2 separate regions of the Gossypium raimondii genome follow, and region 1 is linked to region 2. A link is a contact called in public Hi-C data. All regions are on one chromosome and are shown on one strand. Each heading gives the region's core, a stretch centred on a gene start, on an enhancer-like site or on the middle of the called end of the contact. The rest is flanking DNA. Distances are from core to core; before and after follow the strand shown. Region 1 holds the start of LOC105804524 (expansin-A15). Region 2 holds the start of LOC105804529 (thioredoxin-like 1-1, chloroplastic).

Evidence for each region. Hi-C and Micro-C count contacts between places; a contact is called where the count stands out from the background.
Region 1: a Hi-C map of leaf shows a contact between it and region 2, with 2.4 times the contacts expected there. The contact joins the promoter of LOC105804524 here to the promoter of LOC105804529 in region 2. A contact is called at or near these places in 2 of 2 Hi-C or Micro-C datasets (both in leaf).

The regions. Positions count from the first base shown.
Region 1 is chr11:14,519,438-14,522,137 of ASM2569854v1, forward strand. LOC105804524 (expansin-A15) reads left to right here and starts at 1,266. Exons shown (of 4, transcript XM_012637175.2): 1 at 1,266-1,422; 2 at 1,525-1,654; 3 at 1,742-2,054; 4 at 2,251-2,700. The coding sequence starts at 1,528. The coding sequence ends at 2,554.
Region 2 is chr11:14,337,944-14,340,643 of ASM2569854v1, forward strand. LOC105804529 (thioredoxin-like 1-1, chloroplastic) reads left to right here and starts at 1,278. Exons shown (of 4, transcript XM_012637182.2): 1 at 1,278-1,750; 2 at 2,101-2,280; 3 at 2,371-2,535. The coding sequence starts at 1,502.

The DNA.
Region 1 (2,700 bases), core at 16-2,515, 180 kb after region 2:
TATTTTATGAACAAAAAAAAAGTATTCATCAATGATGAATAGCTGCACGAGTGTTTGGCTGATTGCCCTTCATTAATGCATTCAATGATTAATACTGCTAGAAATCCAAATGGTGAGATTTTTTTTGCATGAAATCCTACCAAGCAAGTTAAATGGCTATGAAGGAGATTTGCAGGAAAAATCCAGATTTGTTTTTGGAATATTAACTTACACAAATCTGTAATGTCCCCCATAGAGAGTGGTTCGGTTTTAAATATAAGTTCTTCCAAGCTGTAAAGATTATATTAAGCTTCATATTCAAAAGTGAATTGCAGCATGGAGACAATGTTAGGGCTGTCAACTTGGCACAGCTAAGATGATTAAAAGCATAGAGAATGGAATTGAAGTATATTGAGGAAGGAAAAGGGGAAAAGGATAAACATTCCTTTTAGTAAGATGGACGGTAAGCCACATGCATTGATTATGACTTTTCATAGCCTATATTCTATAGATGTGATTCTTCTCCCGAATTTCTTTCATTGATATCTTAATGTAAGACTTGAAGAGGAATTGAAAATCACCAATGATTTCAAGTTAAACATGACTGATGAACTTGGACAGTATTAAGAGTATACTGTGCATTTTTCTGTCCAATAGAAAGTTAAACCATATGCTGCACAAAAAGCTGAAAAACATCAGACTAGTAATAGCTCTAATTTTTTTGGTTGCACTGTAACATCATCACAGCATCTTCTCTTATCAACATAAAAGTAGAGATTCAAACCATTTAGTCGGCACGATGCTCTTGTATCTCTTTTTATCTTTACTACTTTCATGGTACTAAATCACTTCTCTGATAATTTTCTGTCAAATATCTTTAACCCTTTTCCAAATATCTTTTAACCTTTTGCCATAAGATTCACAATCCTGGAAGGATTCTTTAGGTTCTTTAATGATAAGCCACGAATGTGTAAAAAAGAACATCGTAAAAAGTAAGTTTACAAAATGTTGAGGCCATCAATCGATGCAGAGAACCTTTTCCTTAACTTTTTTTTCTTTTCTTTTCAGGTTCAAGTCCAAAAAGAATGTCAACAAGAACATGGGTCCAAGCCAATTGAGTATCCTGTTCCAGGTTTACACATTATTTTCCACTCTCTTTTATATGAAGGGTGCAAAAGTAACACTGATATCATTGCAAATGTCTTTCAAAAGATAAGGGTACCAATTATTATTTTTTATAAAATGTTAGTTAAATAAATCTCCATGAACCTTGGTAGCGTCTACGTTACATCACCTTCCCCTGCTAACCCCTCCCTTCCCGTCAGTTTGTCCCTAGTCACACACATCTATAAATAGAATTTGATCCCCTCATCTCTTCCTTACCTTATTTCTCATTAATTCTTTCTTCTCCAAGTCAAAGTTTCAAAGTTAACTCTTGCCTTTGTAGGTATAAGAACATCATCTCACTTGTACAAATTTATCAGAGACTTTCTTTATTCGTTCATCTACAAAATTCTGATATTTGGATGTCAATTGGTTTTGCAGAAAATGGACTTTCTTGGAATTTTTCTTTTGTCTTCTCTAGCCATGTTGAAGACGATTCATGGACATGGAGGTGGATGGTCTAACGCTCACGCTACATTCTATGGGAGCAGTGATGCGTCTGGTACAATGGGTAAGAACTAAGCAATACGAAATGTATAACTACCATCTGTCCTTTTCCATGGTTCCCGTCTCAGTTACCTTTTTCCATATGATGTAGGTGGAGCATGTGGCTATGGAAATCTTTACAGCCAAGGTTATGGCACAAGCACTGCTGCATTGAGCACTGCTCTATTCAACAAAGGGCTCGCTTGTGGGGCATGCTTTGAGATCAAGTGTGTTAATGACAATAGATGGTGTCTCCAAGGCTCCATTATAGTAACAGCAACAAACTTCTGCCCACCAAACAACGCTCTCCCTAATAATGCAGGCGGGTGGTGTAACCCTCCTTTACGACACTTTGATCTCTCCCAGCCTGTTTTCCAACATATAGCTCACTATAAAGCTGGGATAGTGCCTGTTGCATACAGAAGGTAAAAGCCAAAAAAAACCAGTGTCCTTTTCAGTCTAACATAGCTCTATAACCTCGAGAATTTCTACTTTGTAAGTCATGTTTCATTTAACGCTCATGTCAATTCATTGCTAATACGAATCAACGTAACTAAGTTCTAGTCAATAGTATAATTTTAATGGTTGAGGACATGCTGAAAACCATCATTTTATTTGCAGGGTTGCTTGTAGGAAATCTGGTGGCATCAGGTTTACCATAAATGGACATTCATACTTCAACCTTGTATTGATAACCAATGTTGGAGGTGCTGGAGATGTGGTGTCTGTCTCCATTAAAGGCTCTAGAACTGGTTGGCAAGTGATGTCTCGCAATTGGGGCCAAAATTGGCAAAGCAACTCTTACATGAATGGCCAAGCACTCTCTTTTAAGGTCACAACAAGCGATGGCCGCTTTGTCACCTCCAATAACGTGGCTCCTGCGAATTGGGCATTTGGCCAAACTTTTACGGGAGGGCAATTTTAATTGTTTCGATCTTCACCCCCAAAACTAACCAACATTAAAAATTTAAGTCATCTCATCCCAACAAGACCAAGCCCCTAAGGCTTAAACAACCATTAACCAAGTAGTTTTAGTTTTCTAGTTAGTTGCATCTGATATATAAATACCAT
Region 2 (2,700 bases), core at 28-2,527:
CCTAAACTATTGATATTATATCAGTTAAGTCCTTCAATTGTTAAAGCCACTAATTTAACCGTGGAATGACATGTCAAAATCTTATGTGATATGATTTAAAATGAAAATTAAAGAAAGTAAAATATTATTGTACAGTAAAAATTAAAATAAAATAAAACTGAAAATAAAAGGTAAGTAATAAAACTTTTGTAAAAGCTTTGGAAACCTTAAAACCAAGATGTTTATAACATCTATTTTTCTTTAAACTTTTCATTTAAACTATGTCATACAAGATTTGACATCTCATTTAATGGTTAAACTAGTGGTTTTAGTAATAGAAGGACATTATTGATATAATCTCAATAGTTTGGGGGATGTAATTAGAATATTCTAAAGTTTCAAGACCAATTTAGAATGAAGGTTATAATTTGGGGATATATGGTGCAATTAGCTCAAAAAAAGTTGAAAAAGAAAATAAGTAGAAAAAACGGGTAAACTATACTCAAGGTCACTAAACTATTAATGAGTTGACATTTTGGTTACTCTACTTCAAAAAGTACAAAATGGTCATTGAACTATTCAAAAGTTTTCATTTAAGTCACTAGGCTATTAAAATCGTTGTTGTATGGCCTTCTCTGTCACACCACTTGCACCAATTGAAAACTTTCATTTCCCTTTTCTTCTATAGTTCAATTATTTTCATGAAATAGTTTTGAATATCACAAATATGTGAACCAGAATCCAAACAACTTTCTTCTTTCTCTAACATTAACTATTAATCAATTTGGGTCTAAGATATGTTCTTCTACTCGTCGATGGTATTGATCCACTAGATCGATTCTTGAATTGTAGCTTAGAGCGCTCTAGCTGAACTTTAAAAAAAAATAACAGCCCGGTAATTTGAATAAAAATGTTTAAATAGTTAAGTTACTTAAATGAAAACTTTCAAATAGTTCAGTGATCATTTTGTAACGTTTTGAAGTTAAGTGACCAAATCATAAATTTACTAATAATTTAGTGACCTTTGATGTAATTTTTTTTAAAAATAAGCTGGCCCACAAAAGTAATGAATGACGTGTCAAAGAACCTACCTTTTATCCATTGTATATCCGAAACTGCCCTTTACTTTTGTAATATCTAAAGTCTGATTCCACGTGTCACAAAATTCACTTATCACGTACATCTCCTTACCACCATAAAAACCGACCAATATTAAAAAAAAAAAAAAGGCAAGACAAAGAACCTTATCCAATACGTTTTGACATGAAAATTTTCCAGTCACAACACATCATCAAGCGTTAGATTCACATCAAGACAAACCAGATCGACGGTTAAAGTCCATCCTTAGACCTTAAAATAACCAACAAAGAAAGAGAAAGATAAAAGAAGCAACTTTTGCTTAAAAACGCTTCATTTTCATATTCGGTATTTTAATCTCCGTTCGGGAATAAAGCTTAGAGTTTCAATTTTGAATCTGAATTTCTGTTTTTGTTGTTAGAAAAAAAATATAGAAATATTAAGCATGGCTGAAGTTTTGGGGAAGTCAAATCTGTTTACAGCTTGTAACTATAGTCAGAAGAAGAATCAAGAAGGTGGCGTTCCTTTGTTTTCCAGGAGAATCTCTGTGTTTTGTTTGAGAAAGAATAGTTTTCCTTCTTTGAGGTTGGAACCTCAAGCTTTGAGGAGTGGTTTTAATGGTCAAAGAGTGGTTTTTTTAGAGAAAAGAAGTCTAAATGAGAGAAGGTTCTGTCGAGTTCCCATTAAAGCACAGGTTGGTTTAATTAACTTTTTTTAAAAAGAAAAATTTAGAACTCTTTTTCTGGTCCAAAGGTGTGGGTATTTTCTGATTTATTTTATGAACTTTCTTATTTTGAATTTCTCTGTAATTTTAGCTATAGGTAGTTCTTAGTTTAGTTTTCACATGCCAAAGGTCAAATCTTCATATAGAAATTTTACTTCCATTACCAAATAGATTTTTCCTTTTTTGGAAGGGTTATTTAGTATGATTTTTTATGTTTAACAGTTCTTTTTCCCTGTACTTTGATCTGTTGCTGAGGATCAAAACGAAACATTCTAATTGGTTTCTCTCTTTTATTTTCTGGTATTGTTCAACGAAATTAGATGCAAACTGGGCTTATTGGTAAAACTCAAAAGTGGTGGGAGAAGGGGAATCAACCAAATATGAAAGAAGTGACATCTGCACAAGACCTGGTGGACTCACTTTTGAATGCTGGGGATAAACTTGTTATAGTGGATTTCTTCTCTCCTGGTTGTGGTGGCTGCAAGGCTCTTCATCCCAAGGTATAATAATATAGACTTTTGAAGTTTTTTTTATCTATTTTCTTTTGCATAGTTGTGCTAATGGTGAATTTGGATGTTGGGATTTGCCAGATTTGCCAATTGGCAGAGATGAATCCGGATGTGCAGTTCCTTAAGGTGAACTATGAGGAGCATAAATCCATGTGTTATAGCCTTAATGTACATGTGTTGCCTTTCTTTAGGTTCTATAGAGGAGCTCAGGGTCGTCTATGCAGCTTTAGCTGCACCAATGCCACGGTTAGTCTTGTTTCTATCCCTCCCTTGTGATGCAAAATTTATCAGATACGTTTTAGTAATTAGAATGAAATAAACCCACTGGTCCCTTTGGATCATTTGATTTTGATGACCATGGTGCATCTTAGTTATCAGTTGGTTGTGTTATTGATGAGGCTCTGCTAGTTT